Regions from separate parts of the Mus musculus genome. Here regions 2, 3 and 4 are each linked to region 1. Evidence: chromatin contacts called from public HiChIP or PLAC-seq and Micro-C data. All regions are on one chromosome and are shown on one strand. The core of a region is the stretch at or near the end of the contact, and the rest is flanking DNA. Distances in the headings are between cores, read along the strand shown. Region 1 has its middle 24 kb from the start of Gm32219. Region 2 overlaps Frmd6 (FERM domain containing 6). Region 3 overlaps Frmd6 (FERM domain containing 6). Region 4 has its middle 26 kb from the start of Frmd6.

Region 1 (6,774 bases), core at 1,829-4,328:
TCAGGGAAATACAAATCAAAACAACTCTGAGATTTCATCTTACACCTATCAGAATGTCTAAGATCAATAAAACGTGTGACAGCTTATGTTGTCAAGGTTGTAAAATAAGAGGAATATTCATCCATTGCTGGTACGACTGCAAACTTGTACATCTTCTATGGAAATAAGTATGGTGATTCTTCAGGAAGATGGAAATTGATCTACCTCAAGATCTAGCTATAACACTCCTGGACATATACCCAAAGGATGCTTTATCCTACAACAGAAATGCTTGCTCAGCCATGTTCACTGCTATTCTATTTATAATAGCCAGAGATTGGGCACTACCTAGATGTCTGTCAGTGGAAGAGTGGATAAAGAAAAGTTAGTACATTTACACAATGGACACAGATGACATCATGAAATTCTCAGGTAAGTGGATGGAACTAGAAAAAATAAATCATCCTGAGTGAGTTATCTGTTACCCAGAAAGACAAGTATGGTATATATTTCCTCATATGTGTATATTAGCTGTTAAGTTTATGATAACCAGCTATAGTATGTAGAACCACAGAGATTAAGTATACAGTAAGGAACTAGGTGAGAAGGATAAGTTAAATAGATAAATAAAATAGCAGTTACGAATGGATGCAAAGCAGAGATAAGGGGTGAGATACTGGAAAGAGATGGTCAAGTGGGGAGGGAAAGAGAAAGGAAGGGGGACAAGAGAGGGAATATTAGGAGAGACAGCTAAGATTAAGGGTTGTTTGAGGGGTAGTATGGAAATGTAATAGAGTAGAAGCTTCCTAAAATATATACATTTATAAAGGCAATCTAAATGAAATTGCCTAATAATGAGGGAGACAGAGCTCCAACTGGATGTCTCTTGCTACCAAATGATGCTTCCAGTACCAGGAATGGGTTACATCTAACAGAAGTGTTAGCTAAAGAGGTCTCATGGAAATCCCCAAACAACTCAGGATATTGCCAAGACTATAGGGTGCTCTCCACAAACTGATGGCAATGACCTGTTGCTGAAGACAACACCTTTACAACTCATTGAACATAGAGCCCCTACATGCAAGTACTCTGCAAGCTACCAAAGTTCTCTTGCAAACACCAACCCAGACACAAACCCTCCGATCTACCATGATGCTGTGCCTTCAAGATATGCTAGGACAAGGGTGACACAAAGCTTGTGGGAGTAATCAACCAACATCCTGTTCCTTGTGATAGAACCCATACCCGACACTGGTTGGGTGACTAAGACCCTGACACTACATAGCCCAGATACTCAGGATAAAACCAAATATTACTATCCTACTAAAAGAATGTAGTAATAAGATGACTCCTTATGACATTCTGCTGTACTCATAGGCCAGTGCCTCGCTCAGGCATCATCAGGGAAGCTTCCTGCTGTAGGAGATGAGAACAAACACAGAGGCCCACAGTCAGGTATTATGCAAAGTGTGAGGATCTTGGGGCACTCAGCCCTAAATGAGATGTCTCTATTAAATCCCTCCTATCAGGGCTCAGGAAACCCCAAGGAAGAGGAGGTGAAGAGAGTGTAAGAGAGAGAGGAGAGAGAGAGCGAGCACTAAGAAAAGAAGTCCCTCCAAATCAACACGACCAAAGCTCACATGAACTCACAGAGACTGAAGCAGCCCACACAGGACCTGCCTGGGGCCCACCAGGTCCTCTGCACTTAGATTAAGGCTTCCGGTTGGTTGTTTTTAGGGGATTCCTGAGTCTGCAAACAAGTGAGTTTCTGCATTTTCTTGTGCTTTCTCTTGGGCTCTTTTCCTTCTGTTTCTTTGTCTTGTCCAATTCTGATGTGATACTATGTGTTTTATTTTATTATATTTTATTTTATTATATTTTATTATTATACTCTTAGAAGCCTGTTTGTATTCTAGTGAGAGATGGAAAGGGAGTGGACCTGGGGGAGGGGGAGGAACTGGGACGAGTAGAGGGAGGGGAAACTGTAATCACGATGTAGTATGTGTGGAAAAAAAATACATTTTAAATCCATGTTTTTTAGCTTATAGACTTTAAAGATCCAAAAAGCATGGTGTTGGCTCCAGAGAGCACCCCCTGCCCCTGAGGGAATCACTTCATGACCAGCACAAGGGCAGATGCATGCCTAAAAGGGAGAAATCACACAATGAGTTAAAAAGACAGAAAGAGGGGAGGAGCCAGTCATGACCCCCCACCATGCGAGCTTTGGACGTGGATCATCTAAACCATAGTAAAGAGCAATGTTTTAACAATGTTGCTCACTGCACCTGGAGAGACAGTTCAGTGCTTTTGCAGAGGGCCCACGTCAGGGAGCTCACAGCTCCCTGTACCTCTAGCACCAGAGAATCAAATGTCCTTGTGTGTTGTTTAGTTCTTTGTCAATTTGACACAAGCTAGAGTTAGCGAAAAAGAGAAAACCTCAATTGAGAAAAATGTCTCCATCAGATTAGCTTGTAAGACATTTGTGGGACATTTTATTGGTTAATAATTAATGTATAGGCACCCAGGCCATTATGGGCAGTACCACTTCTGGGCAGGTGGCCCTGGGTTTATTTAAAAAAAAAAAAAAGGCTGTGGGGAGCAAGCCAGTAAGCAGGGCTTTTATTGTCTCCGCTTCCATTCCTGCCTCCAGGTCCTGCTTTGAGCTTCTACTTTGTCTATCAAAATGGACTGTGGTCTGTTATCTGGAAGTATGAGCCAAATAAACCCCTTCCTCCCCAAGTTGCTTCTTGCCTCACTAAGACCGCCCTCTTCTGGATGGCATAGGCCCCTGCACTCACATGTGCATAGAACCACACATACACATATAAGTTTTACAATAAAATAAAAAAATTTAAAATATTGCTAATACTCTCACTAGGCAAAATCAAATAGCATTAATCCTACATGGGCCAGTTTTGGAGGGGAGTCCATTAAAAAAAAAAAAAGGATTCCAGTCTATGAACTCAAAAATGATAGAAGAAAAGAGAAAGCCACTTGCTGGGTTCCAGCCATGCTCACCCAATAGATGAACAGACACAGCCTGAGAGCCCAGAAGCCACATCTGTGCCACAGCAAACCATTGCTGAATGCCATAGACATTCAGAGTTGCTTCCAGATGGTCAAACCCACAAATGTCAGAATGCACTATATCGGCAAAGCTTAGTCACGGGGCATGAGGCAAAGAAATTCCTGAACTCTGAGGCCTATAAACAGGATCCCGTGTGCTGGTTTGTATCTCACTCTAGTTACCGTATTTGGATCTTGATGTGAGCAGATGAAGCGTTAAAAGCCCATTGGCAATCAGAGGCATCTAGGGAAACTATGTCTAGGTGACCTCCCACCAGTTGCTGTTTCTTTAGTTAGCTGTGTTACTAACATTAAGCATTACTAACATTAAGAAAACCTTACTTTCTAGAAACACAGAGAATAGCTGGAGATTTGTTTTTTGATATTTGGGATAGTTTTAAAATGCTTTTGTGAATCAAATACAAAGCTGTTGGGTTCTGTCATATCTCAGTGGTGGGGACGAGGAAGGTACATTTTACTCTGCCGTTCTTTTATGTATTTTTGAAAGTTTTCACAGTAAGACTTGGAAAGGAGGGAGGAAAAGAGGACTACTGGATAATACTGCCTTTATTACAATTTCACGTTGGAAAGGAAGAGATGTCTATCCACATTTGTAAACACATACTTCATTTTGCTTCTATACTGTGACTGTACAATGAAGATGTCAGCCAGTGTCGGGTGGGTGTTCCCACCATTGTATAGATGATGAACCCCAGGCTTAGGCTAACTGTGTTTGCACACAGAGGACAGGCAACCACGGGAGCTGCTGAAATCAATTGTCTCTGAGCAATCAAAAGCAAAGCGCTATCGTCCCTTATCTAAAGTTGCTTTCCACGGTTCCAGTTACCCACGGTGAAACACAATCTAAAAAGAGTGAATAGAAAATTCTAGAAACAAGTGGTACATTTAAAAGCATATATCACACTTAATTGTTATACATGCTATGTCGTATTGCAGTTGTCAATTCTCTACTGTGCTTAAACCATAGTTCACCACAAGTGCATACACACAGGAAAAACACAGGCTCTCAAGGGTTTGGTACTATCTGAAGTTTTAGACATCCAGTGTGTGTGCGAGGGTAGTTGTCTTAGAATGTATCCCCAGTGGGTAATGGAAGACTCCTGTAAGCTAACAGCTAACGGTCTGCCTCTGAATCTCTTGATTATGAAGAGAAGGGACAGTTGCCACTTTAAGACCTTATGCTAACTGGTGCTCACCACACTGGAAGCTGCCAGCCATCTTGATTCAGGAAGAAGCCATTTTGGTTCACCACTTCTCCTTTCTCCATTCACTTAGGTAAAGGAACACGAGTTCTGACTTGGGGCGTGTGAATAACGAAGACAGACTTTCCATAATCAGTCCTAGGCCGGGCAGGAAGGGGAGTACAGCGCTCCAATATGGACTCTATGCATTTCATGAGAAGCTGAGCCCTTCGTGCCTCTCCTGAACATTTGGGATCCTCTCTCTCTCAAGGATCACTTTCTTCAATGTTCATCCCTACTCCAAAACAGCTGACAGCCTCTGGAAGTCCTTGCTTGAGCACAGCATATGTACAGACAACAGACTCAAAGCCAGACCACAGAGGGTCAAATTCTGGCCACTCGGAGACTACCTTTTCAACTCTCTGTCTCAATTTCCTTTTCCCCTTTAAAAGGATAATCACGACTGTTTGGGCTTGTGGCAGGGAGATAAGTTATTTCAAATAAAGTGCTTAGGACAGCGCTAACTCAAGCACTCAATGTGAACATCATTTATTATCATTATTATCTGTCATAACTGGGGAGTCAAACCCAGAACCTCATGCACTGTGAATCCAGCATGACATGAGCAGTTTATTCTTGTAACCCACCTGTATTTGGTTTGACCCTGAACCCTGTTTTACTTTTGCACTTAGGGATCTATAGTAAAGCAGGAGGTTCAGGGTAACTGTCCCATCTCCCTCTCCTTAGTCTTTTATGGGTGCTTCCTTCCTATTGGCCAGACCCAGCTGGAGGCCAGAGCCACAGTAGTAGTCAGTTCCACTGGTAGGCAAGAGAAAAGGGCAGGGAATGAATCTTCAGGGGGCTATGGAGACTTACCAGTGCAGACAGATTTCTACTGAAGCAAATGTCACTCAGCCGAGACTCCCCTTGCATTTATCCTTAGAGTTTCTACCATGTGGGGCTTGGTGAGAGTTAATATTGTGAAATGAAAGAGCAGGGACTTTAATATCAGAACCTGGTTAGAACCTAAATCTTGTCATCTACTGACTATCTGACCTTCAGAAGGAAGAAATCTGACCCCACCTTGTCCGATTCTCACATCCTATATTTGTGAGCTGAGTACCGTTGTGCTGGCCTCCTAACGTTGTTACAAGAACTAAGTTAGAAAACTTTTTCCATGACCCTCTCTTACTTCTAACTACTTAAAACCTCCTTAAGACTGGGGCTTACGTCAAATGTGAAAAAAAAAAGTTAGAATATGCACATATGTTGATGGACAAGCGATCTCAGTGAATTCAAACCATCGTAGGCAATTTAAGGGCTTCCTGTGGTCTCTGTTTTAAGCTGGATCAGCCTAGTGAGAAAAAGGATCGAAGGGTTCATAGGGTTCTAAAACCTTGCAAGTCAAATGTTGTCCAGCATCTTCTCCATCACACGGGAGCCTGTTAGGAATGCAGAACCATAGGCTCTAAACCTTTGCCCATCACAGTGCACTTTAACAAGATCTCTAAGTGAGTTGTGCGCACATTATAGCTCAAGACGTCATGCTTTAGGAGCTAAGAGACCCCAGAAGCCGTGCAGATTCTGACTAAGGTACCTCATTTTCTTTTTTGTTTTTTGTTTTTTTAGTATTTATTTATTTATTTTATGTATGTGAGTGCACTGTCGCTCTCTTCAGACACACCAGAAGAGGGCATCGGATCCCATTACAGATGGTTGTGAGCCACCATGTGGTTGCTGGGAATTGAACTCAGGACCTCTGGAAGAGCAGTCAGTGCTCTTAACTGCCGAGCCATCTTTCTAGCCCCTGGTACCTCACTTTCTAAGCGAAGAAAATGACATCCAAAGCCCTACGACTCATTCACAGACTTCATGCAGAAACAGTCCATTGACCAACCACAGAGGTTTTCCTAAGTCTTCTTTCTTGCCACTCTCTACCTTACAAGGTCAAGAAAAGTATTTTTCTTAATTTTATTTGCAAAGATACCCCCTGGCAAATGGTCTCTGCTAAGATAATTCCTCTAAAATCTGTTTTCTCATAGAGTAGAGTAGACCATGTGCAGAACCTGCCCCCTGCCCTGGTTGTCCTGCCAGAGAGAGGGTACAGGGTATATAGCAGGAATGGACATGGACATCTCTTGGACTAAAGCCACAGCATGTGGATACAATGGCCAACATTAGGTATCAGGGGCCCAGAGAGTTTTTCCTATGCCTCCTTCATTAAGTAAGGAGTGCTAATGTGGAAACACAGGTGTGCATTGGGAGATGCTTGTGAACTCTTGCAGAGATGAAATTCTATTTTGGGGGCAGATACCATGTTCAGTCTAGAAACTCTGCCTGAGGGCAGATGACACAGGCAGGATGAGCACAGGTCTCATCTCAATCCAGAGTCTCCGTTGGGCATTTCAGAACCATTTGGAATTGATATGCAAAATTCATGCAAATATGAGATGCAATCCCATTTTTGGTGGAGCCACCTACCACCAAAGGCAATGTCAACCCATTCGTGTCTACAGATTTTATTAAT
Region 2 (6,567 bases), core at 1,507-4,006, 340 kb before region 1:
TTTCAAGCTCTACTGTTGCTATTCCAACTCCTGATCCCAACCTCTGCCTCTCCATCATTATTTCCTGTAACATTGCACTCTACTTGCTTGAGCGAGAAGGTTAAGCGGAGGGCAAGGCAGCGGAGGTACTCGAGGAAGCCACAGTGACTTTTCTTGCCCTATTCCGTCAAAGCAGACTTGGATGCCTGTTTTCTAGACTGCAGGGACAAGCACCATTCTATTGCTCAGTGCCTAGAAAGGCTTTGTTCTTAGGGCCCATAAAAGGGGTCAGGGCCATCCGTCATTCTTCCTAAAACCCTGACACAAATGTCATATTTGCCCCACTCATACCGCAGAGAAAATGAAGTTAAGTCACTCAGTTAAATAGCACTCCTACATTTGAATTCTTAGTTGAGGAACACAGGTTCACATGGCATAGTGTACTGGCTAGTTTTGTGTCAACTTGACACAGCTGGAGTTATCACAAAGAAAGGAACTTCAGGCATTTTCTCAATTAGTGATCAAGGGGGAAAGGCCCCTTGGTGGGACCATCTCTGGGCTGGTAGTCCTGGGTTCTATAAGAGAGCAGGCTGAGCAAGCCAGGAGAAGCAAGCCAGTAAAGAACATCCCTCCATGGCCTCTGCATCAGCTCCTGCTTCCTGCCCTGCTTGAGTTCCAGTCCTGACTTCCTTCAGTGATGAACAGCAATGTGGAAATGTAAGCTGAATAAACCCTTTCCTTCCCAACTTGCTTCTTGGTCATGATGTTTGTGCAGGAATAGAAACCCTGACTAAGACAGCATAGTGATAAAATGAAAACAGACAACCTGATTTGTTTTGATAGCTAATCTTTCAAATCAGAAAGACTGGGGTTGGGGAGATGGGGTAAATAACAGAGTGATCTTCAATGCTTAAAAGATCTGAGTGCTCTATAAACATTTAAAAATTATCTTAGAAGGGAAAAATAACATCCCTCTTCCTGTACTCCACCCTTTGGATAACCCGCTCCATGACGACTGCTTTTCTCACCAGGATTTCCACATTCTCAGACTAGCAGGACTTCCTGCTACTCTGTTACCAACCTGTACCTCTGGCCATGAATAATGCATGTGTTTGCACCTGTAGTGATTCTCTGGAACACACGACAGCCTAGGCACTGTGGTCCTCCGTCACTCATGTTCTGGGTCACTGCGACTCATTTCACTGCCTTTCTTTTGCTTTTACCAAGCTGTTTCCTCTGCCCAGAACATCCTCCCTCGCATCCTGTCCCATCTGCCAACTTCTTCAAGAAAACAAACCCCATCCTTCCTGCTCCCTAGACAGTGCAGGTGCAGGTCTAGGAAGCCTGTCTCCTGGTCCCTGGCTGTCAGCAGCTGCTGCCTCTGCTCCTGGTCAGCGGGGAGCTCGTCCTTTGGCTGGGACAGGTTTTTATTAGCTTGCTAATGCTTGGAACAGCTCCCCTGCTACACTGGGAACCTTGCTGAGACCTGCTGAAGACTCACTGGGAACCCCTGTGAGACTTGCTGAATTTATTTTAGACTTGCTAGCCAAAAAAAAAAAAAAAAAAAAAAAAAAAAGAAAGCAAAGAAATTCCTTAGTGATTAAGTGATATTATGTTCCTTAAACAGCCTTTGGCTCATAACTGTAATCCTAACATTCAGTCAGCTGAGGCAGGAAGGTTGTTGAGTGGTTGAGTGTTTCAGCCCCTGCCTGAACTACACAGTGAATTATAGGGCAGCCTGGCTACAGAGTGGGACCCTGTCTCAAACACTAACGAATAATCAAGCAAGCAAGCAAACAAATAAATAAATAAATCCTTTTTCCTCTATGGATATTCAGTACTGACCACAGCTTTTTTAATATCTACAAGAGTATAGACACAATGATTACATCTTGTCTTTTCCTCAAAACACATCCCCAATACTCTCAACAAAGAGTATTTAAAAAGTCTCCATATTTCTGTTACAGCAATTTTTATTAAAATATACACATATTAAGCCAGGGAGTGGTGGCACATGCCTTTAATCCCAGCACTTAGGAGGCAGAGGCAGGTGGATTTCTGAGTTTGAGGCTAGCCTGGTCTACAGAGTGAGTTCTAAGACAAGCCAGGGCTACACAAAGAAACCCTGTCTCGGAAAAAAAAACAAAAACAAAAAACAACCCCCCCCCCAAAAAAAAAAACCAAAACCAAAACCAAACCCTCCCCCAATAACAACAACAACAACAAAACTCAAACCAAACAAACAAAAAAAACAACCCCCCACTCCACAAATACACATACAAAAAAGGCATTGGTTTGATTCCCCAAATTGCAAGTGCCAAAAAACCACCCCAGGGAAATGGAAACTTGGACACTAGAGCCAACTGCTTGGTTCTGACTCTGTTCACTGATGGACTCACCAGTCATTTACTAGCTGTATGACTCTGGGTGTGTCCTACTCCCTTTCTGTACAGAACATGTGTTGTAGGGTACTGTAAGGCACAGGGTAAGGACAAATCTCGACTATTTACACAGCCTGACTCATTAAGTAATTTAAGGAGAATGTATAAAGCTAATGACTTAAGTGGATTTGATGGAGGAGCACACAATGTCATCTAGGACCTGATTTCTTCCTGACACCTTGACATCTGAAGGCTGGTGGTGTCTCTCAGAGGGGCTTCATTAACTAGAATGCGGTAGCACACAAGGATCCTCAGCTAAGGGTCAAAGGTCATGGGTCACAATGCCCCATCAAAGCAGCAACAAGTCCGTTTCTACATCCGGGGGTAGAACCAACTTCCTCTAGTACCACAGGGAAGCCAGGATAGTGTGGCTGGGTAGGCAGTCAGCAGAGAGGGCAGAAGCAATGCTGGAAATTCACGGATTTTAAACCACAGAAACTTTTATTTCCTCAGCGTTCTGCATTCAAAAGTCATAGCAGGCTTAGCACTGAGGCACAAAAATTCCTTTCAGCCAAGATGAACTTCCAGCCTGACACAGCCAACAAAAAGTGCTGTTCTCAGGGAAAACACTGGCCCGAAAAGCATCTGCTTCTAATTTCTACAATGAAATCTTTGATTCCTTCATTCACGGGACTTGCACTCAATTCCATCTGACACAGGAATTATGGTTTTGTAAATGATAACTTTGTTGTGAAATTCTCATTAATACACACACACACACACACACACACACACACACACATATTTAAAACTAACTTTTTGATGTTTTTCCTGAAATACTTTTGTTCAAAGAGAACACAGTTACAATGACTTCAAGAAAGATGGAATGAAACATTTGAGAAGTTGCTATCTGTTTTTGGAAGACCACTTTTTCCATATCATTAAATAGTTCCTCATAGGAATACACATACAAGTTGGAAACAGAGACATCCCCTGCCAAGAGTAAAGCATTCAGTGTTCAAACCGCTCACAGGGAAAAGACGTGAACTATAGCTAAAGATGAATAAATATAAATCTCAAAAATGGTGCAAAAATCAAATTAACAGGAAGATATGACACAATCTCTATGACTAACAAGTTCAAAAACAGTCAAAAATAAAGAATGACTCGTTTAGGAAGACAAAGGAATGATTAATCTCAAAACTGCATTAAAAATTACATAAGACATTTTAAGCTCTTTTCTATGTGTGAACTTCCAATTTAGAAGGTGACATCAGTGAGTATGGACAGCAAAAATCACCACACACTGGTGGCTGAGTTTTAAAACGATATACAAGCCTGCCACACTGCACAATGGGACCCACTGAGAACTGTGTGCAGTTTATCACATTCTACATTATTATAAAAGATTCCACCTACCACATAATTGCTATCACAGCTTTGAGACTGAAAAACAACCTCCAGGGCGCTCAGTGTTAGTGAGAGCTTAGGAGACATTTAGTGATAACATGTGTGTTCCTGTCTCGAGTTTCAAAGTACATTAAACAGAAACACTGTAACAAAGTACAACCAGAGAAATCTTCACCTCTGTGGTACTTGGGAACTTGACAGGCAAAAAAAACTGTCATTTAAGCAAATGACCCTGCCAATGTGGGCTGGGCTTTTCCTTATAGGATTTTCCTTCCCTGCTTTAAAACAGCAATGAATATGAGATAATTTAAATCTCTCTGGAAAGTATAATAGTTATAAATTTAATAGAAAGTTAAACATTTGGAAGCATTTGACTACGTCAAACATACTCAAGTGCTAATAAAATGTCTTTTAAAAAAAATCTGACAGCCATAGAATTATATGGGAAAACTTACGAAGCTAGAGAAAGACTTTGACACGCCAGAAATTCAACTTTTATCCCTATATATATTAACTATGAGGCTGAGATTACACTGTTACACAGACACACCCAGACATGTGGTAGTTCCACAAGGTATGGCTTCGTACATGCATACATATACACATGACCTGTGCATATGTAATCTGGGGACAGACACCCTTTTCAGTAAAAGATCAAAAGCACAGTCTACAGGCATCAAAGGAAAACGGTCCAACAAAGCTTTACACTGCTATGAAGTCTTGTTTTACACCCCCTTGGGGATTTTGCTTTGAATACATGAGTTGGAGACCGTCATATACAGATGGAGCTGTAATTTATGGCTTTAAAAGTACTTAAGGAAAATGATAAAAGTATGTGCTCTGTGCCTGACCTATTTTTTACAGCTTCACAAAATGTTCACCATAGCTACTTTCACACAGGGAGTCTCTATCAGACACATTAAAAACATCTGCTCCGGCCCCGCCTTGGTGAAGAGTCCCAAAAGTGTCATCAAACTCATGAGCTGGTCTGCTCTGTGGAGATCAAGGTGGGTTGTGTCGTCGCTGTTAAGTGGCTGTTGGAAGATGGGGGAAAGCCAGGCTACGGCCCTTATATTGTTCCCCAGGGAAACTTCACCTTGACGCTGTCTCTTACCTAGTAGCCAGTATTTAGTTCCTTCAGCTTCTGGAAGGTAACTACCAAAATCAGACAGGTCCGCCAGCTGGAATGTTATTTTTGAACGGAACGGCATTTACCTGTGGGGTAGCATTCTGCATGGCTCCCCCCATTCACAGGTCTTATTTCTCTAACTCTTATTACTAGGGTTTTGAAATAAGATGCAAATCGGGGGCAATGTAATTATTCTTCTACGGGGATGGAAACGGAGGCGTGTGCTGCGCCTCTGTGCCCTGTGGTATGTGAGAGGCTGACTGAGTGCAAGAGTGAGTCAGGACCAGCCTAGTCCAGTTACCTCGCTCTGACCCACCTGTCACTGGAGTCCTGGTAGTGCGATGTGCATCTCCCTCCACACAGCACATTCCTTCTTGCGGTAATCACCCGCTGATGCTGTGAGAGACTTACAGTCTAGTTCTTAAAGGGTGTGGAGGAAGGAAATCAGAATCACACCTCACCCTACACTAACATGTTTAATCTTCCATGAAAAATGGAGCCATATGCCTCAACCTTGAAGGTTACAGTTTTTAAAAGTCCCAAGTCAAACAAAACCAGAAACTACCCCACCTTAGCTCTGTACTTTTTTCATAAGGCTGTGACCACACCGGAAAGGCAGCTTATTCCTGGGATGAGCCAGGGACTTTCAGCCTGGGTGAACTGGCTAGGTGGCTCATCTGTGGCCAGCTGTCACTCACAGCAGGACCAATGCCCATCACCAGTGGTGCAGCACCACCCTATCAACTCCATCAATCCTAACTGGGACAAGCCTAGCTCTTGCTCGTAGCCTCAGAACCATTTCATCTGAGTCAGAAGCAAAGCCTTTTGAATGCTTTAAGTAAAAGCGTGCATCTTGCCAGCCCAGTGGCACACACCTTTAGTCCCAGCACTGGAGAATCAAAGGCAGGCAGATCTTTGTGAGTTTGAAGCCATCCCAATCTACATATTTAGTTCTATAATGGCCAGACCTACATAGAGAGACCCTGTCTCAAAAGAACCAAAAATAAGAAAAGTACTCGACCCAGTGAGGGCTCAGTGGATAAAAGAGCTTCGTGCACAAACCTGAGTTCAATCCTAGCATCCCAGAGTGGAAGGAGAGAACCCAGTCCTGAAGCCACTCCCACTCTGACCACTAGACAAGAATCATGGCTGTGTGCGCACACACAGAGCACAAATAATTTTTTAAAAATAAATTAAAAAGGAAATAAGGCCAGGCAGTGGTAGCCCATGGCCTTTAGTCTCAGTACTTGGGAGGCAGAGGCAGGCAGATCTCTGTGAGTTCCAGGCCAGCCAGGACTACATGGTAAACTCTGTCTCAAGTGAATGAATAAATGAACGAATGGGTGTCTAGACTAGAGATATGGCTCAGAGGCTAGGGTGTATGCTAGGACCCAATTTCAAAGGCCAGCACCTGGGGATGGAGAATGAGTTAAGAAATCGCATCACCTGTAACGATGAGCTTTCTACTGTGGAGAGCTGGGTGAGAATTCTTTCTCACATAGAACATTTTGGAAATGTTACCTAGTGTCATTTCACCTTCGATTTGGGTTTCCATATCAGACAATCCCCTGACAAGTCATTCTCTCAAAAGCCATCCTCCAATTGAACGCAATCTACCTAAGGGTTTGGGACTGATTTCTCTGAGGGTAGAGAGTGGCAGTTTCCCAA
Region 3 (6,990 bases), core at 191-2,690, 370 kb before region 1:
CAAAAGGGAAATGAGGACTGAGCTTTGGTGGGGGTCACACAAGCATTCTCTGTAGTAAAACCTGCCCAACACCATTTGATACGAACCTGAAAAATCTGTATTCCTCGCATGGTCAGTCCTAGGGTCAGTGAGCCTTCAGCCTCCCTTTTATCCTGACAGAATAAAGGTTTATGAAAAGTCATGTTTCCCTTCTATAATAAACAACTGAACAATGAAGAAAAAGACATTTCAGAACTGTAAGTTGTTTGTTTTTCTTTTTTTTTTGTTTTACTTAAAATAACTTATCAAATCTTTCCACAGTCTTTGTTTCCTGAAAGACTTAAGAAAAATCTTGAGTATTTGCTAACCCAGCTGCATCCTCTCCTGCAGACACCTTAGACTTCAGGTTTAGAGTTCAGCGCTGTATGCACACTTCTGAGACTACTCTAGGTACACATTTCTCTGAGAGCTCCAGCACATGGGCACTGCACGCTGCCCTCGCCATGTGAACGTTCTTACCTTCCCCGTGCTTAATGAATGTGTGGATGTTAGAATGTCAGGGCAATGTCCAGTTACAGTCTGAGCTGCGTCTGACTTTATGGTTTTCAAATCCTGTAGCTTTCCTAGCTCCCTATCTGTGATTCAAAAAGGACAGACAAGTGACCAAACACCGAGGGCTCTCCCTCAGAAGGTTGATAGTGCTATTTTACTAATTGCTGATATGATATACATTCCGTTGTGTATGTATATGTGTATATAAATGATAAACCTTAAGCCATTTTAACTGTAAGGAAAAAACAGTACAATTAAAAAACGTGCTCAGATTTGGCCAATCTTCAAGGACTTATGTGTAATGAGTAAGGCATGAAGCCTTAAAAGTTACTAATAAATATTCTTTTTTTTTACCAGATATTATAAGACAATAGATGAATATTGTCAAATCTTTATTAAATTCAAAGGATGCTTTGGCTTATCTTATATGCCTGGGTATTTTCCCTGGCTGTATGTCTGTGCACCACCCATGTACTCAGGGCTGGCAGAAGCTGAAGTGGGTGTTAGACGCCCTGGAACTGGAGTAATGATGGCTGTGAGCCACTGCTTGGATGGCAGGCATAGAACCCATGTCCTGAGAAAGCGCAACAAGTACCCCAAAGCACTGAGCCACCTCTCCAGCCCCTGGGTCTTTATTAAGTTTAAGGCCAGTTTTCTCAGGATCACAGGAAGAAGCATTAGAAAGCATGGTCTTGCCTGGCCTGTCTCTGGCATGGAAAGGCACATGCAGTGCTGGGCTCAACGGAGCCTGCTCCATCAGCACACACTCAGGGCAGGTTCCCTCCCCAGGCGATGTCCACGCTTTCTGAAGTAAGCCTGGGGCCAAGGCAGTGCTGTAGTTCACGTCTGAGACGTGTATGGGAAACCAGGCAAAAGGTGCTTCCTTCAGAACGGTCTGCTTCCCCTTATGAGCTGCCCGTATGTGAGTCAGATGCAACGGTTTGACTTCTCCAAGTGGGCGGTGTCTGTCAGGTACCAGTAACTCATCTCCCCGCTTCAGTTACAGCTTTTGTTAAATGTCTTTTTAAAGCAGATATTTTCTATACAATGCAGAACTATATACTAAGCAAATTTTCTTTTTCTTTTTTCAAAAAGATTAATTTGTACACATCAGTTTTATTGAAAGATTAATTTCTAATCAGATTTCTTTAAACTAGCAAATAAAGCAATAGCAGCGATACGTTCTGAACACTTGCTGATGTCACAGGCGTCCTGCCTTGCCGTGTCAGGACTGTTAGTTACTGCATGGACCCCTCTGGCCTTCACAGTGCAGTGTCTCCCTTATTCAAGAGATGGCCCATGACCAGTACAGCTGCCCAGATCCCCAGGGCCTCTAACTGACATCCCATCCCAAGGCCGGACTCTGTCCAGTGTACTGTTTATATTTCTAATATACTTCAGAATAGGAGCCGACTGTCCCAGACGCCACTTATAGGAATTTTCTTGTGTAGAGTGAGATGTCAGAATGAAATTTCTCAGAAAAAGTGAGTCAGCCCTTTAGGAATTTCGACAGAGATCTACGGTCCTCCATATGCCTTCCTAGGATGGAGAGGCAGTAATTTGAGGGAGCCGGAGGGAGGGAGAGAGAAGAAAGGAGGGAAAGGGAGGGAGGGAGGGAAGGAGGGAGGGAGGGAGGAAAGTAGAGGGAGAGGGAGGGAGGGAGGGAGGGAGGGAGAGGGAGGGAGGGAGAGGGAGTGTTCTGAGCTTTGGAACCAGCCAGGAAGTTACATTTAGTAACATGACCACCCAGCAATATGACCAAACATATTCTCCCCGGACAATGGTCCCATTTATATTAACTCAGCGTAAGGGGTGCGGTAGGGACAACCAACATATCAACAAAATCCCATGCTGATCATCATGCCTGTCATGTGACAGGTATGGCTCACTGATCAATTCCCACAGTCCTAAGGGGTAGGTAGGTCCCAGTGTCCTTTAACCTATGAGAAATCTGAAGCACAGAGATGTTAAATGCTTGCCTTGGGTCACATAGTAAGGAGCCAAACTGGGATTCAACCCACGGTCAGACCCCACGGGCCATGTTTTAACAACTTCGTCCCACTGGGTTTGCAAATATACCCTGAGTACTTAGAAGAATCCAGTTCTAGTCAGGAATGACCCTTGTCAGGATAGGGAAGATACAGAGAGGAGCACGGAAGAGAAGGCAGAGCACGCTGAGGCCCAGCATGAGTGTGCAGAGCATCTTCACAGCGCTCTGTGGAAAGGAGGCCTGGGATACATAGGATGCAAAGAGAATACGGAGCACCCGAGTCCCTGAGGCAACTAACTGATCACAGAAACTCTGTCACCCAGGAGCCTGGGCTGCAATCCACATTTCTGCCACTTGGTTTTGCAACCTTAGTGAATTATTTAACTTTTTTAAGCCTCAAGTTTCCTGGCTTATAAAATGATCACTTTTTATACAGTGTGGGGGTTTGAAGGAAAAAAAGGAGGCATACGGTGCTCTGTCTGCACTGGGGTCGGTGGGAACATTCCCACAATTAAAGGAATATAATGAGGGTGGGGCTTTCACAGGGCAATACTACAATAACATTCACCAAACATCTTGCAAAGGTTACTCTTCCAGGCAGAAAAAGAACTATAGCATAAGGCCCTCAGAGGCAGATCACCATCGCAGCCCTTCGTTATCACACGTTACAAACATTTAAGAACTCTAACATGCTGCTTCCGGGCTAGACCACGGAGGCCTGACACGTGTAACCAAGGGCAGGCCAAAAGAAGAGCTTCCCACAGCTTGTTGTAAGAGGAAAGCAGAGTTCTCAGGCGAGCTGAAATCTCGCGCAGGAAGGAGGGTTTTCCTACCTTGTACAGTCTGTAGTAATGGATGGCGACGTCGTCCAGTCGGACGGCTTCTTTGATGTACTTTAGGTAGGCCTCGGAGGCCGTCAGGGCAAACTGGTCCTTGTGCATGTTTGGGATGTGTTTCAGGATGTAGTCCTTCCCCCGCTTGGAAACAACCTGTGGGGACACCGTGCCCCAACCGACAAGAGGATGAGAAGCTAATTCAGGCCACATGAAGCTGGATACTTCTCACTAGAAAATTCTAATTTTTATCCCATTTTCGCTGTCTTCTTAGGCTACCGGGAGGAACCAGTTAAGGTTGTAAGATATAACGCCCACTTGGTAGAACAAACAATCGTAATTGGGGAAAACAGATTCTTTTGGTTTAAAGAGTCACCGACGTGAGCAGAAGTCCCACGCAAACTGAAGTAATTTCACATACTTCACGGATTACGCTCTTAAACGATGGTACTGTGGGAAGAAATGATGTCAGGGAACAGCTGCAGGACTGAAGTCCCACTAACTCCCACAATCCCCCACACAGAACGTGAGACTAGAAACGTTCATCTGGGGAAGGTAAAGGACCAGGCGGGACTCTTTGGAACACTGGTTTTCACAGGAAAGGCCAGGAACTCTACTTGAAAACACAGGAGGAAACGGTTTCGATTCAACACGCCCTCCCTGTGATTTGCTGGGGCTTAGAATTGGATGGGGTCCACTGAGCTTTCTTTCTTCCTTTCTTTCTTTCTTTCTTTCTTTCTTTCTTTCTTTCTTTCTTTCTTTCTTTCTTTCTTTCTTTCTTTCTTTCTTTTTTAAGATTTATTTATTTATTATATGTAAGTACACTGTAGCTGTCTTCAGACGCACCAGAAGAGGGAGTCAGATCTCGTTAGGGATGGTTGTGAGCCACTATGTGGTTGCTGGGATTTGAACTCAGGACCTCCGGAAGAGCAGCAGGGTGCTCTTACCTGCTGAGCCATCTCACCAGCCCCCCACTGAGTTTTCAAATGTGAGTTACACCCTGCACCCGGTGGCTGCATACTGAGGGTGTTGGGAATGGCCATGCGGATTTCAGAAGGGTCTGAAAACACAAAAAGCCAGTGGCAACACGAGCAGAAGCAAGGGCTTCGGATGGTGGCAGTGGGGGACACTGGCGAGTTTTCAGCTCTAACGTGACTTCAGCATCTGTTGTTTGGTGCTTACTTTTCATACTTCACAAAGGATTCTACATGGAGGCCGGTGGTGGCCCACACCTTTAATCCCAGCACTCAGGAGGCAGAGGCAGGAGCATTTCTGTGAGTGCTAAGCCACCCTGGTCTGCATAGGCAGTTTCAGGGAAGCTGGGGCTGCAGAGAGAAACCCTGCTTGGGGCTGCGGTGGGTTCAGAAGTTTAAGGCACCCCAGCAGCTGTGTGGACACATCTGTAGAGTCACCAGCTGGATGGTGCCAGAGCATCCAGTCTAAGAAATCAACCAGATCCTGGAGTTGCACACTTGGGAGCCAGGACTTCACACCACAGGTGACTGGGGAGTTCCTGCAGGTACTGTGTAAAGTAAGAGGCTCGCTCCTCTCAGAGCAAGCTGGGGGACACCGAAGCAGGAATAGCTCTGCAACACTGTGCTGAGCTCTGAGACCCAGGGAGGGAACGCCAAACGGAAGGATGCAGTAGACTTAGAAGGAAACCAATAGTGACAAAATAGGGACTAAGCAGGGTAACAGGAAATGGAGTGGGCACATCAGAGCATGTGGGTAGGAATGTGGCAGAGGCACAGTGCCAAGCCAAGTCCATGTGATGCCAGGTTCTGGCAACTGGGCCTATGGCAGCCTCCAGCCCTCTGACAACAGGGGAACAGAGGTAGGGCTGTTTCTGTGGAGGTGGGGGAGGGAGGAGTGTGATTGGGGGTGTTCCGAGTCTGTGGAACTAAGGAATGAGTAGCCACCTCACTGTACAGGGCAGGCATATTTAGGCATTACCTGCATATTCTGAAGGTAGGCATGAAAAACCGTGATTGGGATGAAATCTCCCTGGTGTAAGTGGCTAGGTGCCAAGGGCAGCAGAAAAATTCAGCAAAAGGAGAAGAGAGCGCCTACTGAATCAGGCAACATAAAGGGCATGAATGACCCGAGAGATGGCATGTGCTTGCCTGAAGGGGAGCAGGTGGGGGAAGAGGACCGAGGAACGCACACGGATGGGAAGGAAGCTGCCAGAAAGTCAAGCACACTTGGCCTATCTTTTGGGAAGCCAGCCAGGCGGTTCTGCTTTGTGGACGCAGGTGACCCATTGTTCCGGTGAACATCAACAGTAGGGGAGAGAGCCTGAGCCAGAGCCGAGGCCACAGAAGAGAGGGACAGAGCGGCCTGCAGGAGGACTGGCAACCCCAACAGGCTACGGAGCATGTGTGTGAGCCTACTCCTGCCAGAATGACCTACATCTATCTATCTTCTCCTGACAGAAGGGGACGGCTCCTCGCCTGGCAGGGAAGGACACAGAGGTCAGAGCCAAATGTTGATTCAGAGTTGTTTTCTCAGCCCATTAAAACTGTGAATGATCTCATCGCTTGAGAAGTAATCATTTTCCCTCAAAGGGGAAAAATACAATTCACCGGGAGGATGGAGAGTGTCGCCGCTAGCCAGGCGTGGGCTTGCACACCTTCAGTCCCTGCACCTGGGAGGTGGAAGCAGGTGGATCTCTGTGAGTTCAAGGCCAGTCTGGTCTAGAAAGTGAGTTCCAGGACAGCAAGGGATGCACAGAGAAACCCTGCTTAAAAAACAAAACAAACCGCCACCCCCCCAAAACAAAAAACCCCAGAGTATCACTGCTATGCACATTCCAACACGGGGCTGGGTAAGCTGAAGTTCTTCTGCATTTAAGATGGCCAGAGAGCCTCCTCAGTCATGAGCAGACTAGGAAAGATTCCCAGCCTCCGATTGGTAGTTGGGCATCACAGCGATTTCCCTGGGCCCAGAACATGCAGGCTCATCTCTTGAAGAGGCTTGTGTCTGAACAGGCAGTATGGAGAATCCAGACAGTACCTACCCATGCCGGGAAGTAAGCCTCTGGCTCAAAGTAGTCTCCGTGGTGCAGTTTCCTTTTGAAGTTGCCGAGGTCAGCTTGCAGTGCAAAGGCTGCCAGCAGGAAGTAGGCCTCCTCTCTGAGCACACACTGGGAGTGCAGCACCTGTTTCCGTAGGTGCCAGTAATAATAGTATCTTGCAATTCGGTCACTAGAAAATACGGGAAAACAGCAGTCATGTTTTGGTGGAATGTTACAAGCACATGCCAACAGATCCCAAATTTCATATGCATCTGCTAGCAGAGGCCCTTTGCTTCGGCTCCCTTGGGTCCTCCTCACTGAGGTGGGGAAGACCCAAGCTGGAACCAGATCACCACCTCAGGAGGCTGCAGGGGCAGAAGGCTCAGCTGCCAAAAACAGACCCTAAAGCTCACAGCCTTTGGCTCATCCAAAGAAAAGGCAGCTCTGAGGGACTCCACTCCAGTAAGGTGCATATGTCACAGAACACAAGCTGGACGTGCCAGAAGCTGGGCGCTTGCAGTCTGCATAGCGACGTTGTGCTTCTCACTCCCTTAGTGGGAACAAACCGAGGGGCAAGCCTGGCCTCCCTGTTTGATGGTCCTTGATTGTTCCCCTCCTTAGCG
Region 4 (6,637 bases), core at 1,804-4,303, 290 kb before region 1:
GAAAGAAAGAAAGAAAGGAAGGAAGGAAGGAAGAGAGAGAGAGAAAAGGGAGATTCTAAAAGGGCCATGGGATAAATGCAGGCTTAGAAATAGTAGAGATACTGGTTTCTGTTTTCAGTTTTTATTTCATTGATTCTCAAAAAATTCGAACCATAGAAATTATTCAACATCCCCTGAGTTCCTTTGTAACTCTTAGAAAGATCTAGGGCCCTCTCATTTCTGCCACTAACATACACAGAGTCTAACTACCAGTTTTGCTGGTGGCATTTTCCTCTAGCCTCACATTATGCTTGAGACAGAGGAGGCAGTCAATGATGGCGACTTAAAATTGTGATAATGTTGGCTCTTCTATCTAACAGGAGAGGTAATGTTAACTGTCTTTCTAGGTCTCAAGCTATACAATGTAACTTTTATTATCAGTATAATTCTCTTCTCCTATCTGGAACATTTAAAAGCTTTCTAATGGGCTTAATTACACAGCTTTAAATTTGTACACGATTGGACTGCATCGTCATTGAAGATGGCATTAAATAGGCAAGCGTGCGTCCCAGACAAAATTTCCAACCTCCCTTAGCTCCAATTTGCATTTTAAAAATTCATTTTACTAACTTGTGGAGTATAAAATATTTGATGCTGATGTTTGTCTGTCTCAGCATTGAAGTTTTTAAGGCTAAGTGAAAAACATCCCTGTGGGCTCCTGGGGCAGCGGCTGCAGACGATGCTCTGATTCACAGGCTAAATAAAGCCCAGCACAGTTCATTTAATGAAAGACATAGAAAGAACACACACACACACACACACACACACACACACACACACACACACGGACACGGACACGGACACGGACACGGACACACACGGACACACAGACAGACAGGCAGACAGACAGAATGTCTCACATGTACTCCCCCTACGAGTCATCTCACTATTAGGAAGACTACAATATTTAAAAACTGAGAATAAAGAGAGGACAGTTCTGAAACCGACAAGCCCAGTTTACCTTTTATGTGTTATTCAGAGTCTCCAAGACACTTGAATTTTTCCTGTATCCCAACGTTTGACTAGCAATAGCCACAAGGTTCCCAGGAAGGACTGCAGTTTGCAAACCTTCAGAACAGTCGATGGGAAAATCTGAGACTCTGTTTCCTGCCCTGCGTGTGCTGTGCATTGATACCTTGCTTTCCTTCTCTTGCTCCCTTATTGAGCAGTTTCCCCACTGTCTACACCCAGCACAGCAAACATAGTCTTTATGCTTAGACTGCTCAAAGTCTAGTGACAATGACAGGAGTTAGCCTGGCTCCTCAGCACAGCAGCTGTGCTGGGATTGGGAGCAAAGTGGCCACGGGTGTCCTGGAGCCACAATGGGCAGAGTGTATGGCGATACCTTGAGAAAGAGAAGGAAAAGTCACCGAACCTGAAGAGGGGTGAAGAGGCTTTGTCAGCAGGGGAAACGCAGGACGTGAATTTGACCTTGGCAAAAGTCACTGACAGAACTGGGAGGGGAAGGCATGATTCATGTACTGCCAGCATCCAGAGTGGCCAACATGGGTCGAATTTTCACAATCTACTATATCTGGGTGTTTGGGTGTGTTAAGGCCATTTCCTCGATTGACTGTGAGGAACCACGAGGGCTGACTGGTCCATCCAGACAAAGGTTCTGCATTTAAAATTGCATTTCATTTCCTAAAACATGAGCAGAACTTCTTCCAGGATCGTTTTTTGTTTACTTTAACACCAATCTAGTCCTTTCTGGCATTCCATGTGCTAGAGCGCTGACTTCGCTTGTGTATCGAGGCCAGTCAGTTACTTTAAGTTTTCATCTGGCTTAATGGTATCCTATATCCTAGCACTTGGAAATTCAAGAGTAGCCTACACTATATTATTGCAAGACTTTGTTTAAATAAATACATAAATATTTTGATTTAACTCTTTTTTTTTGAGGACCAAGCATTATTTAGTCTCATTGTATTTTTCAAGAAAACTAAGGATTTTTTTCTTCTGAGACAGAGTTCCTCTGTGTAACTGGGGCTGTCCTAAAACTCTCTCTGTAGACCAGGCTGGCCTCTAACTCAGAGATTAAAGGGGTATACCACCACCCACCTTGTTTGAATTTTTCTTTATCTGAATATGTGTGTCCAAGTTAGTGTGAATGTACACTACATATGTGTGGGTTCCCATGGAGGGCAGAAGAGAGCATCAGATCCCCCGGGGCTGGAGTTTCAGATGATTGTGAGCCGTTTGACAGGGATGCTGGAAACTAAATTTGCTCCTCTGGAAGAGCAGCAAGTACTCTTAACCATGGAACTGATTTCCAGGAAGGAGAATAAAAACATCCATGGCAAACAAACCACCAAATGAATAATTGGTGGTAGGAAACTTTATCGAAGGGAGGTGCCCGTAAATGCACTTCTATGAGGATGCTTCCTGACTGGAGCCTCTCTGGACCCTCGCTCTTCACGGCCAGCGCAGCACTCAGAGTCTCTCAACTGGACAATCTGAGTGGTGCAGCTTCACTGACCTCATGACTCACCCAGATGTGGCCCCACTGGCAAAGGATGTAGGGAAATCGCCAGGTGTTGGTCGCCAGGTGAGCTGTACTCGTCAGTTGTGGCCATTGATTCCTGTTGTGTTCTAAAAGAACAGGCCTGGTTTACCTGATGCATGTCATGGTTACCCTCTTTGAGCTGGTCTCCTCTGTGACCACGTGAGCTTGACCCAGATGGGAAGTCTCTTCAGTTCTAATTTTAGCACCTCTGCCGGCGTTTGCTCTTAGCTATGCCTAGCAGATTCTGTCCCCCAACTATAAAGTGGGGGTAATCATATTGACCTACTTACACTGGTTTGCAAGGAGGGCTCTGTTGTATGTTTTCTATACCGTCAGTGTTTCCGAATTACATACATTTAAACTAATGGTTTGAAATGAATCGTTTTTGTGGACTTTTTTTTTTTTTTTTTTTTTTTTTTTTTGGTTTAGAGATCCCGGACACAGTGAGGAATAGCATCTAACCAAGCAGAGTTATCTAGCCTCCTGTGTGTTCTCATGAGGCTCCGCCCATCTCCCTGAACAGCCCTCAGGGTGGAGCAACCAGACATTCAAGTCTCTTTGGAAGCTCAGTTGGGTGACACAGGCCATTCTGGTGTGCTGTGGCACTAAGGGAGTTGATCCCGGCAGTAGCTCGGCCTTGGGTCGCAGGGGAGCAGCTCAGCACTGCAAGAAGCAGGCAAAGCGGCAAGGCAGAAAAGCCTGTAGCCCCGTGTAGTTGGATCAGTGGGAGTGGCAGGCCTATTCCCTTAGGGAGGCTACACGTCTAACTCCACACTTACAGCCTTTGAGTCACCCCCTCAAGCACAAATAACCAGGCTGCCAAAGTCACGTGTGGTGGTGAGATAACTTCAAAAAGTTAAGGCTTAAAAGGCAGCTTCCCTTGAGTGCTGAGTTGGACACAAACAGTGGCGTGGTTAAGTGCCACTCTGTGTTTAAAGTAAATTATACGGCAGCCCTGGAATGTGGCGCTGTGAAAGCCCCGTAGCAGCAAACAGCCTCGAGTTCACCAGCAAACTCTGGCAAGTCAGCTGGCTGGCTGGCTTGGATGCTACATCTTCCTCAGGTACCTATTTCTGTCTTGGAGGCCATCTCCAGAAGCAGCAGAACTTGAAGAAACGTGTGGGTGCATTGCGCAGCTCCGGAAATCTCGTGCTAGCAGCCGAGTGTATGTTTGCAGCATGGCTCGAGGTCTGTAGGTCCTCTATAGGACTGTAGTCACTCACTCTTCATCTACGGGGCCCTGGAAGGCAGCTCAGGCCCATTGTGACAGCAGAGGAATGGGTCTGGACATTATTCTGTCTTGGCATGTCCTGAAGGGACGGGACTTACACTGTTCAGGGGTGGGGAATCTCCAGCAGAAAAAGGCTCATGGAAAGAAGGGACGTTCCCAGGAGCTAGAAATGATGGTTGTGGACTGCTGGCTGCAGAAGCTGGCATTTTGAGGGTTCAGAGCTTAACTTACTTCTGAACAGAAGGGTACAGGGGAATCAGAGCTCTGTCACTTGAGATACTCTTGGGAATCACACGTTCTCAGAGAAAGAGACTCAGACTTCACCCCTCTGCCCTTGATCCTGGCACCCAGCCCCCATGCATGTGCCAAATCCGGGGAACTTTTCTTGAGGTCGGGGGAGAATCATTTCCCTATCTCCTCCTGAAGCTCCCGTGGTAAGCGACTGCTGGCATCTGTATTCCTGCTAATTAGCTGCCCTTGATGGATTTATTTCATCCAGTGGTAACTTCTAGAGATGTTCCCAGGCCAATTTAAAAGTGGAGTGCCCAAACCAAACTGAGTGGAAATCAGGTTTGGATGGCCTCCACTGAGCGGTCAGGCCAGTTCCCATGGGGTTTGAACTCTTCGTTCCCGGAGAGCAATAAAGTCGCAGAGAGAGATTTCAAGAAGAAATTCCACATAGACCATTTAATTCAGCTGCTCCATTTTGCAAATGAGGGAGCTGGGGGTTCATGAAGGTGAATAGCTCATCGGGCAGAGCTGGTCACACTGAAAAGAGCACAGAATGTACTGCCGACTACACGGGAAACGTGTGTGTCTAGGACAGTGTGGAGAGTCACCATGAGCAAAGGCCTCGGCTGTTACTCCAAGCTCAGTTTTCTTTGCACTTTCCGACTTTTTTTTTTAAATGGAGAAATGTTAAATTCCTACAGAAAACACATGAATTCCAGCTGTTGAGCTATTTCAGATATTCCAGAAAATAAAGTATAGAAAATTCAGATATAAAGTAGTTGACATAGTTTTGGTAGGGTGAGCTGCTTGGAAACACGAAGCTTCCCAAACATCTAGATAAATCTGTGTCCTGGGTTCTAATCACACCCTGACCACTTGCTATAGACCTTTGCGCTCTGAGTGTGGGGAGGTCTTGGCATCCACTCTCCTTTAAAAGTAGTAGGGGTCATGATGACAGAGAACTGCTTTATTGAGAAGAAATCATTCTTGTCATATTCATGATGTTTCCAAGTGGTATGTTTTCCTTTATATACTAGCCTCTGATTTGTCAAAGGGGAGATCTAGGATGTTCTTCTCCCCTCCCCTCCCCTCCCCTTCCCTCCCCTCCCCTTCCCTCCTTCCCTTCTTCCCTTGTCCTCTCTCTTCCTCCTTCTCATTTATACCTCAGCTAACATCCATCTGCAATAAGTGCTTATGTAAGGGACACTGTTAGCTAGTCACATGCTTAACTCAGACCTCCTGTGATTTATTAAACATAAGCATTTTTTCATATTGTGTTCAATTTTCTCACAGATATAAATAAATCCCCCATTTTAATATAAACATAAGAAGACTCTTTTTTTTTTTTTTAAATCGAATCAGGACCAGTCAGTGCGAAACTTATGTCATGAGAAATCTCTGATGTGTACAGAATAGCAGGCTCAAATGGAGCTGAACTAACCATCAAGGCATTCCGAAATCCCCAGATGCTCCATTGAGATTTTGTCTTATTATTGGAAATTCCTCAGGCACAGGGAGTCCCAGAATCACCTGGACTTTGTTACTATCACAAATGCATACGTCTATATACTGCATGTATGCACATAACAGGTAACTGTGAATTTGTAGTTACGCGATAAGATTTTCCAGAATGTACTGGAATAAAATTACTTCCATTTTGCTTCCATGATTCTGAAAAGTAGACTCCGCAGCATCATCTCCCCTACTGAATCCCATCCTCCTGTGGATTAATTGTTCCGATCCATGGCAGCACTATCTACCCAGCACCTCAGACCAGATGGCTGGCCGACAATTATGTCTGCTTGTTTTGTTTGTTTTCTGTGCTGGGGTCAGAATCCAGAGCCTTGCACATGCTAGACAAGTGTCTGCCTCTGAGCTGTGACTCCAAACCCTAGAAGTCAGTCCCCTCAACATTCTTCTTACTCGACTGGCACAGAGACCTGCCGATTCCAGTTCCAAAATGTGCTTTGCGTTCTCTCTCCACCTCCATTGCCTCTGTTCTTCCTAAGCCACCACTGGGTCATGGGCCACTCTCCTACAGCCTCCCAATCCATTTCCATCCTCTATACTTGACTCTATATAACCTGTGTTGTTCATAATGACCAGAGAAGGTATAAGATGACAGAGACGTGAGCAAATGGGCACCTGCTTCCAGATTCCTGAATGTACGTCTAAATCTCTTTCCATATCTCTCCTGGCTCCCTAAATCCCAGCTGCCATAGCCTTCTTTAATATTGAAAACATTTCCTTCATTTCCTCCATCCTGCACCATACCCAAACACAGACAATACAAGTTCGTTAGGTCTTAACAGCATGTAAATTTCCAGAGAAGTCTTGTACCCTAGCTAGTGTAGGCAATGTATGGAACACAGAGAGTGTAATTGTTACTCTCAAGTATACCTTAGTCCTCTCTTAAGAACTTTTACAATTATAGCCTGGAGAAATGTGGCAGTTAAGAATACCAGTTGTTTTGCAAAGGACCTGGGTTCAATTCCCAGTACCTACATGCCAGCTCACAACTGTCTATAACTCCAGTTCCAGGGCATCCAATGCCTTCTTTTGGCCTCCATGGGGCACTGCACACGTGTGGTACACATACACATATATAGACAAACCACACACACACATAC

Evidence for each region. Hi-C and Micro-C count contacts between places; a contact is called where the count stands out from the background. HiChIP or PLAC-seq counts read pairs in DNA pulled down with a chosen protein or histone mark.
Region 2: a contact with region 1 is called in an H3K27ac HiChIP or PLAC-seq map of embryonic fibroblasts, with 11 times the contacts expected there. The contact joins two enhancer-like sites. A contact is called at or near these places in 2 of 484 Hi-C or Micro-C datasets (bone marrow-derived macrophages and embryonic fibroblasts) and 4 of 115 datasets of contacts at active chromatin or transcription factors (T-cell acute lymphoblastic leukemia, embryonic fibroblasts, embryonic stem cells and 1 more).
Region 3: a contact with region 1 is called in an H3K27ac HiChIP or PLAC-seq map of embryonic fibroblasts, with 11 read pairs. The contact joins two enhancer-like sites. A contact is called at or near these places in 3 of 484 Hi-C or Micro-C datasets (bone marrow-derived macrophages, embryonic stem cells and nephron progenitors), 3 of 115 datasets of contacts at active chromatin or transcription factors (embryonic fibroblasts, embryonic stem cells and extraembryonic endoderm stem cells) and 3 of 9 other capture datasets (adipose tissue, liver and pancreatic islet).
Region 4: a contact with region 1 is called in a Micro-C map of muscle stem cells, with 2.9 times the contacts expected there. The contact joins two enhancer-like sites. A contact is called at or near these places in 6 of 484 Hi-C or Micro-C datasets (CD4 T cells, the G1E-ER4 cell line, bone marrow-derived dendritic cells and 3 more), 4 of 115 datasets of contacts at active chromatin or transcription factors (embryonic fibroblasts, embryonic stem cells, fibro-adipogenic progenitors and 1 more) and 1 of 9 other capture datasets (embryonic stem cells).

The regions. Positions count from the first base shown.
Region 1 is chr12:70,508,600-70,515,373 of GRCm38.p6, reverse strand. No RefSeq gene overlaps it. Among named protein-coding and RNA genes, the nearest start is that of Gm32219, 24 kb to the left of the region's middle. Within about 2 kb of position 3,078, at least 19 of the 459 cell types and tissues checked have an H3K27ac peak or open chromatin away from gene starts, as enhancers often do. A contact at or near this core is called in embryonic fibroblasts and muscle stem cells, where this site is marked.
Region 2 is chr12:70,847,895-70,854,461 of GRCm38.p6, reverse strand. All of the region lies in intron 1 of Frmd6 (FERM domain containing 6), which reads right to left. Among named protein-coding and RNA genes, the nearest start is that of Frmd6, 26 kb to the right of the region's middle. Within about 2 kb of position 2,756, at least 38 of the 459 cell types and tissues checked have an H3K27ac peak or open chromatin away from gene starts, as enhancers often do. A contact at or near this core is called in embryonic fibroblasts, where this site is marked.
Region 3 is chr12:70,880,186-70,887,175 of GRCm38.p6, reverse strand. It overlaps Frmd6 (FERM domain containing 6), which reads right to left. Exons shown (of 14, transcript NM_028127.3): 6 at 6,371-6,557; 7 at 3,355-3,510; 8 at 87-152. Among named protein-coding and RNA genes, the nearest start is that of Gm32664, 20 kb to the left of the region's middle. Within about 2 kb of position 1,440, at least 26 of the 459 cell types and tissues checked have an H3K27ac peak or open chromatin away from gene starts, as enhancers often do. A contact at or near this core is called in embryonic fibroblasts, where this site is marked.
Region 4 is chr12:70,796,352-70,802,988 of GRCm38.p6, reverse strand. No RefSeq gene overlaps it. Among named protein-coding and RNA genes, the nearest start is that of Frmd6, 26 kb to the left of the region's middle. Within about 2 kb of position 3,053, at least 85 of the 459 cell types and tissues checked have an H3K27ac peak or open chromatin away from gene starts, as enhancers often do. A contact at or near this core is called in embryonic fibroblasts and muscle stem cells, where this site is marked.